3 separate regions of the Gossypium arboreum genome follow, and regions 1 and 2 are each linked to region 3. The links are chromatin contacts, called in public Hi-C maps. All regions are on one chromosome and are shown on one strand. Each heading gives the region's core, a stretch centred on a gene start, on an enhancer-like site or on the middle of the called end of the contact. The rest is flanking DNA. Distances are from core to core; before and after follow the strand shown. Region 1 holds the start of LOC108453710 (DExH-box ATP-dependent RNA helicase DExH15 chloroplastic). Region 2 holds the start of LOC108453320 (probable galacturonosyltransferase-like 9). Region 3 holds the start of LOC108453243 (glycosyltransferase family 92 protein RCOM_0530710).

What was found. A called contact is a pair of places that touch in the nucleus more often than the background predicts.
Region 1: a Hi-C map of leaf shows a contact between it and region 3, with 4 times the contacts expected there. The contact joins the promoter of LOC108453710 here to the promoter of LOC108453243 in region 3. A contact is called at or near these places in 2 of 5 Hi-C or Micro-C datasets (both in leaf).
Region 2: a Hi-C map of leaf shows a contact between it and region 3, with 3 times the contacts expected there. The contact joins the promoter of LOC108453320 here to the promoter of LOC108453243 in region 3. A contact is called at or near these places in 2 of 5 Hi-C or Micro-C datasets (both in leaf).

The regions. Positions count from the first base shown.
Region 1 is chr5:68,077,711-68,082,150 of ASM2569848v2, reverse strand. LOC108453710 (DExH-box ATP-dependent RNA helicase DExH15 chloroplastic) reads right to left here and starts at 2,642. Exons shown (of 8, transcript XM_017751979.2): 1 at 1,984-2,642; 2 at 1,726-1,901; 3 at 1,296-1,409; 4 at 867-975; 5 at 696-782. The coding sequence starts at 2,466.
Region 2 is chr5:67,860,598-67,865,220 of ASM2569848v2, reverse strand. LOC108453320 (probable galacturonosyltransferase-like 9) reads left to right here and starts at 1,462. Exons shown (of 1, transcript XM_017751349.2): 1 at 1,462-3,779. The coding sequence starts at 2,635. The coding sequence ends at 3,732. LOC108450833 (pyruvate dehydrogenase E1 component subunit alpha, mitochondrial) reads left to right here. Exons shown (of 8, transcript XM_017748606.2): 7 at 121-186; 8 at 997-1,313. The coding sequence ends at 1,041.
Region 3 is chr5:68,361,472-68,365,774 of ASM2569848v2, reverse strand. LOC108453243 (glycosyltransferase family 92 protein RCOM_0530710) reads right to left here and starts at 1,474. Exons shown (of 1, transcript XM_017751238.2): 1 at 1-1,474. The coding sequence starts at 1,134.

The DNA.
Region 1 (4,440 bases), core at 1,393-3,892, 280 kb after region 3:
TCTTGCTCATGCAGATAACACTTATAAATAAATATAGGCTGAACTTTCCTCAAGAAAATGACAAAGCAACTTTGAGATTTAAGGGTCAGTTAAGTTAAGCTGATGGCAAATAAAAACAAATTTACCCAAACCATTTGGCACAGCACTAGGTTCAAAACCGCCTTCACCCAAAATATAAATAAATAAAACAAGTTTAACTCAATGGAGTCCACAACCAATATTACATGCTTGGTGAAATATCAAAATTACAAACTAAGACTAGAACATATGCACTTCTGACAAAGCTCATCTTGGCACAGGATGCCAAGTCCAGCAAATTAATACACTGAGACATCAAATCAAGCCCCATGAGATCATGCTTGACCAGACAATATATTGCACATGATCTTTTTTTAGTAATCAAGCAATGTGAAAAAAGGTACATCAAGAAGTGTAACAAGCAGTAGAAAAAAGAAATAAATTTCATCATGGAGGAAAAGCCAAAATGCAGAAGAGTAGTAACACTTCAACTCCAATATCGAGATTAAGGCATACACACTTCACCAGAACATCCATTTTGAGTTTGTGAACCCAAGAGGTAGAGCAGACAAACAAAAGCAAAGAAAGATACAGATAGTAGATATCATGACAACTCTCAAACATCTGAACTAATATCAGTGCTGAAACATATGATATAATAAGACAAGGAATGGTACCTGACTAATCCAACCAGCTAGCTCATCTGGATTAGCAACTGTCGCTGACAAGCATATAAGTTGAACTTCTTTAGGGCAATAAATCACCTGAAAATATTTCAGAACTTGGTGAAAATGTTTTGCCATTGACATTCTAGATATAAATGAGATTCAAAAATCAGATAAACTCACAATCTCCTCCCACACAGTACCCCGAGATATGTCACTTAAATAATGAACCTCATCAAGAACAATCACATCAACATGAAAAAGACCACTCCCAGAAGAAGCCATTCCAACACTGCATCAACATATCCAAAACCGACATGCTTAAAATTACCACTTAACAAGAACATTAAGAAGGAAACTTATGGAGGTAGCAACTTGAAATTGAAACATGAAATACCTAGATGAACGTAGAAATTGCTACCACAAGTTGCAAAGTGATATACCATACTTAATACATAAAAGTATATAATACAGTGACTAATTAATATGCACTAGATACTGGTGCCATTCACATCAAAGCTGCACAAATGTCATGCTTATGCTTTGGAAATACCAAGTACAATTCTTCCACCACTCATACCATGAAATTCTTGAAACTGTTATCCGAAGTACCTATTATACAACATGTTCCGCAGAATCTCTGTAGTCAAGACTAAAATCTGAGCATCCTTGTTGACAGCAGAATCTCCTGTGAGAAGGCCCACATTATTATCCCCAAATGTCTCCCTAAAACAACAAAGATCACTATATCAGCTCGAAGGGTTCATATCACCTATAATTATTTGCACTACAATGTAAGCATGACCCAATCCCACTATTTATAGTGGCAGGGCCCCTTGAAAGTTATTTGGAGCCTGGAGGCCATATGAACTCTACAATTATGGTGAGGTTTAAATTTTAAATTTTAATGCATTAATAGCATGTTTCAACCCAAAACCACTTACAAAGTAATGAAACTTAAAATTATTTGAAAAACATAATAAAAAACGAAAACTATAATTCATTATGCATGTTGAGAGGGGAAGAAAATAGCTCTAATTACCTAAACTGTCGAAACTTTTGATTGGATAATGCCTTAAGCGGGGTTGTATAGAATAACCTCCTCCTCCTGGCTACCGTCGCCACGGCAGCAGCTTCCGCAATTAAAGTCTTTCCGCTGCTGGTGGGCGCTGAAACCACCACAGACGAACCCCTTAAAAACGCTTCTATCGCCATTCTCTTCAAAATACAAGGGCAAGATCATTAGAACTTCAAATTCTTCTTCTTTTTTTCTTTAAAGAACATATTAAAAATAAGGAACCTGAAATTTATCAATGCGAAAATCGTAAATATCAGCGAGTGCATCGACGTCAATCATTTCCTCCCCCAATTCCTTAACTAGATTACAAAGCTTTTCAACTCGTTGCCAAGTGGATTCTTTCTGCCAGTTGGATGAATCCACTGAGATTTCTTTTTCGTTTTCGGTATCGTCTTCATCTTCGTCTTCGCTCGGTTGGACATGGTCGGAAACTTCACCGGAAATGTCTTCGTATTCGTCGTATTCATCCGCAGCTTCAAAATCATCGTCGTCTTCGTCATCTTCGAGTTCCTCTTCAGAGAGTTGGGGCTCAGCGGAGAAGGGAGAGCGAGGGGATTTGAAAGAGAGACGAAAAGAAAGCGGAGAGAAGATGGAAGAAGGGCGAGGGAAAGGTAGGGATTGAGAAATGCAGCGGAAGTGAGGGAATTGGGAGTGTTTGGTTTGTCGGAATAGAGAAGGAAGAGTGAGGATTGAGAGAGTGTTCATGGCGGGAGTTGCTTAGCGTTATTGTAGACCGAGTTACTTACACCACTGGACAATCCATTTGGATACCAACCAATACAAAATTGAACCGCCGGCGGTTTGAATATTTATTTTGTTATATATAAATAACAGAATATCTTTGCTTCGTTTTGTTATCTACTTCAGCCAGCGTTACACTAGATTTTTTTTTGGTATCAGGATTTCTTTACTTCAAAAAAAAAAAAATATATATATATATATATATATTTTATCAAATTATTTCAAAATAAATGAACTACTAAATTACAATGATGAGTAAAGTGTTCATATAGTGATAAATGAATCAGTAAAATGCACAAAGTAATACTTAATAAACAAGTGATCATTAATGGCTTTTAAAACAAATAATATTAGAAATGTATATGTAATTATGTGTACATGAGTTATTGTGTGGTAATGGTGTACAATATAGATTTTGAAAATGTGACAAACAACCTTAAAAGTGCAATGTCCTAGTAAACTTAGTGAAATAGTAGGGGCACAATTAGCATACTAATAAATATGTACATGCTTTGTTTTGAAGACAGTGTTTAGTGTGAAGACAAATATTCATGCCATATAGCATAACACGCAAGTGTATAGTGAGGACCTTAAGTGATTTGGTGTAAGGTTGGTTACAACTTTAGTGCAAATTAGTGTATAGTGTTTGGTTGAAATCTCGAGTATCCAAATGAATTTTGCTAGAGTTTACTAAGGGCTAAATGTTACAATTATTGATAATTGGAAGTAAAATTTCAATGTGAGCTAAAAAAGATATGAATAGAATGGCATTGATGACAAGTGCAAGTAGTGATAGATTAGAAGAAGATTCAATAAGAGAATATTGATGCCAATAGTAATAAGTGAATTAGTGAAATAATAATTCATTAAAAGGGCTAGGTGAACAGCAAGTGAGTAAATGAATTAATAAAAAAGTTATTGCTGGATCTAGTGCCCTAAATGTAATATATTCATTTTGTATACTTGTATTTTTCAAACAAATTGATTTAATAAAAATATTTATAAATTGCATTAGTACCCTTGTATATTATCATCAATGTTTATTACATGCAAAGCAAAATAAAAGCAAATATTGGCTCACTAGTTATCTATAAAACCCCTCGCCCGACCCGGTCGTCGGGTTTAAGTTACAAGGTGCTACAGTTGTTGTTAGAGCAACTACAGTCAATTTATAAAATATTCATATGCACGTGTAATTAAATGCCAAACATATTCATTTATGGATAAACAGTCTCGGAAACCAATTCAGGACCCAAAACTCGATGTTCGCCCGAATCAGTCCAACACAACGGAGTACGACACTTATGACCATACAAAGCCTTATAAGATGCCATCTAAATAGTAGCTTGGAAACTGTTATTATAGGCAAACTCAGTTAGTGGCAGATAATCCTCCCAACTATCTTGGAAATCAATCACGCAACTCCAACACATATCCTCCAGTATCTAAATCACCGTCTCAGATTGACCATCGGTCTAAGGATGGAACGTAGTACTGAAGTCCAACCTTGAACCCAGAGCCTCGTGTAATTTCTTACAGAATTGAGAAGTGAAGCGAGGATCTCTATCGGAAATGATCGAGACAGGGATCTCATGCAGTCTTACAATCTTAGAAATGTACAACTTCGCTAGCTTTTGTAGAGAGTAATCAGCTCGAACCAGAATGAAGTGAGCAGACTTGGTCAATTGATCCACGATGACCCAAACAGAATCCTTCTTAGTGGGTGTCAGGGGCAACCCACTAACAAAATCCATAGTTACTCGTTCCCATTTCCATAAGGGAATCTTGACTGGCTGCAATAAACCCGAAGACAACTGGTGTATAGCCTTAACTTGTTGGCACGTCAGACATCGAGCCATAAAGTCAGTAACCTCACGCTTCAAACTCGGCTACCAGTACAACTCGCGAAGTTCGCAATACATCTTATTACTACCGAGA
Region 2 (4,623 bases), core at 213-2,712, 500 kb after region 3:
TTTTTTGCTGCTTTCATTCTGAGTTTTTTTTTTTTTTAATGAGTTTATTTGTATTTTATGTTTACTGAAGTTTTGTTTAGTTATTTGTGGATACTAAAATTCTTCTTTTTTCCTTTTTAGGAAAGTCCAATGCCTGAACCTTCTGAACTCTTCACAAATGTGTATGCGAAAGGTTTGGGTGTTGAGGTCAGAATCATTTGCTTAAGATATAAATACATTTACAGTATTTGCCTATCATTATCTTCGCTAAGGTTTCTTAATTCAATTCGTCAGTAAATTTTGAATTTTTGCTTACATGATTGCTTACCGTGAGATAAGAACCTTATCCTTCTAGCAAGTCCATTCAACTGATAATAATTTGAAAAGAATGATAAAAAATTGATTTTTAATTAAAACTATTTTTGTAAGTTATTAAATTTGAACTTTTAACTTCTTAGTACCCATATTTATTAAATTAAATACATATTTAGAAATAAAGCAACATTTAGTCTCTTAACTTGTAATTTTTCGCAATTTGATCCTTGAATCATTAGTCCTGGAACTTGATAACTATTCCCAATTTGGTCCCCGAACTTAGATTCCATTAAAGTGATGACATGGTACTCTGAGATCATTACTTGAAAATTTTTTAAAATATATATAAAATCTTGAAAAAGCACAAAGATAATTATTAGAAAAATATAAAATGTTTTAAAAGTTTTTAAAAAAAGTTTAGGCAATGATGTGACATGATTTCGAATCCAAGTTCAGGGACAAATCGGGAAAACCTTTTAAGTTTCAAGACTAATATGGACCAAGAAAAAGTTCAGCGACTAAATGTTCAATAAATAGGTTGCATTTGTGAGAGAAGTAATGCATGAATATTCATATTTAATATTATTTTGTAACTGAATAATCTGATTCAACCTGTTCAATAAATGAATGAATGATCCAAAGGTCACTGGAATGGTCTCTGTCTGATTTAATATTATTGTTATCATTTTGTTTCATCCGCAGTCATTTGGAGCAGATAGGAAAGAAGTAAGAGCTACACTTCCATAGTTTGAGGCTTCTCTGGAGTGAGTTCACTAATTTTTAATTCGTTGCCCACCAATCAATCTTGCAAGACTGAAAAGAAATAAAGCAGCTAGGGAAGGTGATCTGATTTCCCGGCTATCAATTTGATTTTGCACTTCTATTTGTATTTGTATAGAATACTTTATTTGGTTCCTCTCTATAGATTATGGACGGAGTTGTTATGTGTAATGTTGTGGTTTATCCCACGGTTTTACATTACCTATGATTTGATTAAATAGGTTGCATTTCTGAGAGAAGCAATGCATGATTATTCTTTTCTTCAAATGGAGAAGAGCTTTTATGCTCTCTCATTTATAGCTCAAAGGTAAGTTTCGTCAGATTCATTCTTTATTAGCTTTACCTGAAATTAATGATCCATGTCGCTACATGAAAATTGAATCAACGAGGAATCTTTTAATATAATGTTTCCCGAATTTACAAGTCTTAACAGTCAGCAAAGATACGAACATTCACTACTATAAGCAGAGGCAGTACCCGGTTGGCTTGAGTTGCCATATACCTCCGTAGCTTCGTATGTTCCTGTAAGGTGAGTATCAAACCGGTCGTGCTGTTAATCTCATTATTGATAGAGATCTCCAGGGGGTTATTGCTGAAGAAGTCTTTCACACAAGTGGTCACTAACTCCTCGACTGATTTGAATACAAGCCAGTAGCTAGTAGGAAAATCGTGCTCATGGGATACAATTTTGGAATATGGAGAAACCATCAATACCAAGTCCTAATTTAGTAGCGAACCAAACAAGCTGGGCAAAGATGCGGTCCGTGAACATGTGAATGCGATCATAGGTCTCACAGCTCTGTTGGCACGGCACATCCAGTATTAATATATCCTGGTCTTTACTGGGAAGATAGTTTTTCCACAAAGAAAGAGGAAGCTTGCGCGTAGGTGTGTGAGAAATGATTAGTGTGTACTTTGCCTTAACCCCATTCAATAGCTGCCTGCCACTCTAGACCTGTTTATGCAAAGATCGAACGGCTCAGTTTGGGTTTTACTGACAGGGAGTCCTGTTGGCCCCAAGTATCCTTTTTGAACTAAAACGGCTTTAACCCCAACCTCCTTGCTTTTCGGTTGACAGGGGAGGAGGTCCCATTTAGCAAAATGCAGATATATGAACACTTGAAGGATAACAGAATGGAAGAGGGAAAAAAAAAGTTTGTTAAAAAATTATCTCATTTTAAAAGGCCATCAACGTCCCAACCAACGTCCCAACCAACAGAATCTTGATTAAAAAAAAAAAAAGAAAGAAAAATATTTGCCCAAATCTACATATTCCGAAACAAAGCATAAAAAAGGATATTTGAAGAAATCTCCGATGGTGCAACATCCCATTCTTTTCTTCCATCTCCAGTTTCCTCATTTGTCATTTAAAACACAAAAGACCCAACCCTTATGCAGGAAAAAAATCCAAACACTCCTATTGGGTAATAACAATGATCCTTCAATAAGCTGCGTTTTCGCTTACAATGAAGCCGAAGACCATAATCTTCTTATTTTTCGACTGAAAGTTGAAAAGAAACGGTCTCTCTTTTTCTTGGTTTTTTTCTTTTTTGAAGAATAATGCGTTTTATTTTATATGCGGCCGCCCTTTTACTTCTTCATTTCTTGCTCACGGTATGGTTTTGTCTTGCTATTCGGACCACAGTCGGAGGAGATGGGTTGGGGTTCCGGTTTCCGGAGGCACCGTATTACCGTAACGGAGTGGAGTGTCCGGTTTCCTCCGGCGACCGCAATTTAGTCCAAGTGGCAATGACTTTAGACTTTGAATACTTGCGGGGGTCGATCGCCGCCATCCACTCCGTCGTCCGCCACGCTTCGTGTCCTGAAAACATCTTCTTTCACTTCATTGCCGCCGTGTTCGACCCCGCGAGTCCAAGAGTCTTGAGCAAACTCGTTCGCTCCACATTCCCTTCACTCAACTTCAGAATCTACATCTTCCGCGAAGACACAGTGATCAACTTGATCTCTTCTTCAATCCGGCAAGCCCTCGAGAACCCACTGAACTACGCTCGGAACTACCTCGGGGACATGTTGGATCTCCAAGTAGACCGAGTCATTTATCTCGACTCAGACCTGGTCCTCGTCGATGACATCCTCAAACTCTGGAACACAACGTTGACCAACTCTCGAGTCATCGGCGCACCCGAATACTGCCATGCAAACTTCACCAAGTATTTCACGGCCGGGTTCTGGTCGGACCCGGTAATATCCCGGGTTTTCCGCTCCAGAAAGCCGTGTTATTTCAACACGGGAGTAATGGTAATGGATTTAGTGCGTTGGAGAGAAGGGAATTACAGGAAAAGAATAGAGAATTGGATGGAAATACAAAGGAAAAAAAAGATATACGAGTTGGGCTCATTGCCACCCTATTTGCTGGTATTTGCTGGGAATGTAGAAGGCATTGATCATAGATGGAACCAACATGGGCTTGGAGGGGACAATATACGAGGTTCATGTCGGTCGTTGCATCCGGGTCCGGTCAGCTTGTTGCATTGGAGTGGGAAAGGGAAGCCATGGGTTCGACTGGATGGTGGAAACCCGTGCCCTCTTGATCATATTTGGGAATCCTATGATCTTTACAAAGGGAATTTAATCAAACACCAATCTTTTCCTTCTGCTTTTGCCAATTTCTTTGAATACCCCAGCTATTTGTTTTGATCTCTCTTTTTTTCACTTCTAGAAACAATGGTGATTTTCGTGATTTATATTTGTTTGTTGTACATAATCGAACTGAGTGAGAGATGAATAACCCTACCTCCTTAGTTTCCCTTTGAATTTTTCTCGGATTTCTGAATTTCAATTTCCTGCAGCTTTTCTTGGGTGAAAAGGAAAATTGAAGAAAATCAGAGCTTTTCTAATTCAAAGCATTTCCTTTCTTGGATTTCATCGAATGAATGGTTTCTTGGAAAATAAGGTAGAGTAAAAATGGGAGATAAGCTTGACCTTAACCTTTGTGCAAGAATCTTTGTAGAGGCTAATAGGTTTGCATGGACCCTAATGCGCTGGGGAAGATGAAATAGTCATATGGATTTTAGTCTGGTTATTTCAAGAAACGAGTCAATGTGATTGAACCCGTATTCATCTGCTAGTCTGGCCTCCTCAATCTCAATAGATCTTTTTTTTTTTTTTCAGGCAAGAAGATATTGACACAATCAATACAAATTACCAAACAATATTTGCAAAGTTAATTGGGATATCCGAAGAAATTGAAGGGAATGAAAGCCAAACATATTGACTCTAGTAAAACCAAGTACTTAGGAACGGTGGTAGTACTAGTTTTTGGTTTAATAATTATGAGTGGGATTGGTTGATGCAAAATTTTAGTCCTGCTTGGTTTGATCAATTCGGTTTATAAAATAAGCTTAAAATTTTATTTAAATTTAGTTTATATTCCAAACTTGACTCGACCGTAATAATTTTTTTTATATAAAAATAAACTTAAAAAATATAAAACTATAAAAACACTAAAAATATAAAAATAAATATTTCCTAACAAATTAAAAATATAAAAAAATATAACCATATGATTCAAGTGGGGTTGGGCTCGAG
Region 3 (4,303 bases), core at 225-2,724:
GCTAACATTATAGTCTTGAAAATCAAGTTCTTCGATAACATCTTGAATTCCATCATCACTATTATTGTCATAAATGAACCAACGTTCAACTCCGAGCCAGGTATGGTACATAATCCACTCCCGCAGTGCCGGTGCCTGGTTCCAGAGCATGGTGCAGGCACAAAGCTCGAATTTCCCGTCATTCCTTTTTGTCTGGTAAGACTTCGAATTGTATAGTTTAGCTACAGAAGGCATAGCAATGTTCTCCTTATGCCTCATCCGATTCCTCCTGTAATCATAGGATCTGGAATTGCGAAATCTAACTGCAGATGGCATCCGTACAAGTTTGACATCATTCCTGCTGGCAAGAACAACTGTAACTCGAATCCCCTGAGCCGAGTCCGGATTATTTCTTATACTGCTGGGCAATGAACACCTAACCACCTCCTGTGCAGCCACTATTGCTTCAGTCAATACCACAAACCCTTCATCTTCTTCATCCGAATTCTTCAAACCAAATTGGCACATGAACCTATTCGGATCAGATTCTTTATGTGGTCGAAGATTCAACCCTTTAGCGAAAACAACGGCAGTTTTCCCATCGAATGCCGCTTCATAAACCAATCTATCCCACGAATGAACCGTCCGATTACTCCTCAAAGACAAACTATAATCAACCCCATGTCCTCGCCACATCAAACCCGCAGCAACCGAGTAATTCCATGCTGGAAGAGGGCACCTAACAACCGATCGAAATCCATCGAATTCATCCACAGACAAAACCCGTTGACGAACAACATCCTTATGATTCAAAACCTTGTGGTAAACACAGTCCAACTTTTCAGCTTCATCGATCTTGTCGGATACAAGCAGGAGCAAGTGATCGGGGAACAAAACTCGGTCTTCGACGCTCAAAGGAAACCGTAACTTAGCATGAAAAGAATCTTGAAGGGAATTTTTGGAGAGGATAGAAAGACTGGGGACGCTCACAACTGGGTGAAACGACACCGTTCGGATCGGGAACCTCTCCGAAGACAAGAACATGAGGAAAACGAAGAAAGAAAGGCACAAGATTAAGGACCTCCGTGACAAAAACTGAGCTCGGGTGTAGGGCCTGTAGATCCTCTTCCGCTTCAAACGCTGCTCCGACTCCATATTTTTTCGGAAATCCAAAATACAAATCCGAAGCCAAGAAAGAATAATAATAAAAAAGAGAGATGTGAGGAAATGATGAGTGGAGTTCTTGGGAGGGCTCAGATCTGGAAGGGGCCTCGCCTGAAGCAGTAGCGACACGCGTTAATGGCAGCCGTCAAAGCACTGAGTGGGGGAGACAGACAGAGAGGTAAGCTTTTTCTTTTTCTTTTTCTTTTTCTATTTGGTTTGCTATGAATTTCTTTTTAATAGACGGTTTATTTATTTATTTATTTGGTCTAAGACAATGGACAGGTGGTTATGCTCAATCATAGATGTTCAAAGGTGATGTGCTGTGTTGGTCTTCCTTTTCTTTCCTTTCTCCTCTTTTTATTTTTATTTTTGTTTTTATATTCTTTTATAGAATCTTTTAAATTTATTTAATTCGTGTTTATAAATTAATTTTAGTTTATATTATTTTTAATTATTAATTCTAGGCATAATGTCAAATTTTGTCTTTAATATTTTATTTTTTGAAGTTAAATTTGTTCCTTAATTTTTAAAAAAAATTTAATTTAATTATCAAGCTTTTAGAAAGTGTTAAATTATTTTTTAATTGAAAATATTTATTAAAATATTAAATTCTTAAACGTGACAATTTGAATGGTAATCAACATCAAAATTTTCCATTTTTATGAATATTTTGAATTTTAAATATTTTTAATTATTTTTGACATGGTATATAAAATAAATAGTATTATATTAGCTTGAAAGAATATTTGAATTGTTATGTAAGTTGTTAATTTACGTTAACATTGTTAAAAAATTAATATTTTAGTAACATTTTGTTTAAAAAGTGATTTGACTATTTTTAAAATGTTAAAGGTGAAATTTAATTAAAAAAGATAAAAGTCAAATTAATTAAATGATTAAGCTTTAATTTTAAAATACTTTCCTAATAAGGTATTTTCTATTCTTATTTATCTTTTATGATACGGTTAAAAGACAATAATTTTAGATAAAATTTACTTTTTAAATAAAGTTATTATAATATTTATGGGACACTTAGAAGGCATACGAGATAAAAGGCTTAGTAACCTTGAATTACTTAAGCTGTCAATTTTATTTTATTTCATAAAAAATTAATATATATATATAATGTTTGATAATATGCCACATTTCATGTTTTAATTTATTAGTATAAATTGAAATATATAATTTATTATGGAGTTATAGTTTTAAATACGATACAAATCTAATAAAAAGATTAATATTTAATGTATTAACTGTATACACTAATAACAAATTAAATAATGATTATATTATAATTTTATAGTATAATTTTAAATAAGTTATAGAATTATGCAGTTTAAATATAAATTTTAATAAAAAAAGATATGAAATGACAACACTTTTAAGCATAATAATCATATTTATATTTACCACAGGATATATATGCTTTTATCCACCGATTCTGATGATAACGTTTAAGCGTGTTTCCTAGCATTTGGTATTTAAACATTAAAGTCGGTAAAAGCATATGCATACCATTCACCCTTACACGCATTCTTTACACGTTTCATTCTTTTCTTTCTTTCTTTCTTCTTTCTTCTTTCAGTATAAAATATATTTATTAATTTGTCGTTTTATGTTTGTTATGAAGTTTCCTTTCATTTATCGTTCAAAAAAAAAAAAAAAGTTTCCTTCCATTTTACTCAACACTTTTGGGGCTTAAAGGCAACAAACTTGGGAAATAAGGGATTAAGTAATTCTTTTATTCAGTATTAAAGTTTTTCATTATACAAAACTTAATAGAATCGGTTTAAAATTTAATTTACATAATTTATGTTATTAATTTAAAAAAACTATTAATTAATCATTATGAAAATAAATCTATTTTTCAACCTTATTTTATCACTCAAATGAACATGAAGAGAGAGAGGGTCCAACTGAATATAGTAAGGGTAGAAAATTTCCCCTTTCCCAGACCTCACCTTCAAAAAAATAAAAACGTTCATTTGTCTTTTACTTTCTAACTTGACTTATTTCTCAATACAATATCCTGCCATATGGTGGTCTAACCAGATCTTGTTAATTCATTAATATATAAATATTAGATTAACCCTTTTTTTTATGTTTTTCTTAATAATGTTTGGGAAGTAATGACATAAGATCAATGTATTCTTTTTTATATATATAAAAAAAAATGACTTTATCATCATGTGATAAAGAAAGAGTCCAACAAAGTCTTGGTATCAACTAGGTTTTCTTTCCCTTTTAATATTTGTTTATTGTTTGAAAAAAAAAAGTTAGATTTTTTGACATTAGCTTTTCCACTGTTCTTTATTCTTGTTGATAACGAGAGAATAACACCGTAATGTTGATGTGCTTAGATGGTGATTTTAGTCCTTTTATTATTATTATTTCGGGTTAGTATGGTCTGACCCAAAGGCGAATACAGCGAGCTGGTAGGGGCTCTAGTCCTTTTTAAAATGAAAAATTTTTATTTAGGCTCTTGAAATATTTTTAAAATTTTAAATTAATAAAGGTACAAATGTGCTTTGACCTCTACTAAAATTATAAAAATTGATTTAATATTTTAAAATTATAAAGATATAGACTATAAAAATTAAAATTTCATTCAACCCCATAAAAATTTGTTTCGCTTCACCCTAGTCTTGTCCAAGTTTAAATTAAAAATTTTATTTGTAATTTAATTATCAAATATAAAATGTTAAAATAAAATTATTTATTTTTGTTTTTTATTAAGTCAATGATTATATGGGTAGGTTAGATTCAGCCTCTACTGAAGTTTAAAATTCATTTTAAAAATTATGTTGCTATTTAACTTAGTTCGTGAACACATTTAATGATCAGTTGAATGAAATTTATTTTATTATTCAGAACATTAAAATATTTAAAGTATTTTTATGAATCAAGCTAATTGAAAATTAAATTATAAATTTTATTTTAGACTCCGCCATGGATAAATTAAATTGCAATACTCAATGATATTATTGATTAAAATAATTTCATTTTCTATTAAAGAAAAAGGAAAACAATAAAATTTAAGAATGATTTGAGATAAAAATGGGTATTTATTCTTAATGTGATTAAAAATACATAAGTAAAAGAAAAATTGAATATATATAATGGAAAGGGAATGAAAATTCTTGGAATTGAACTCAAGTTG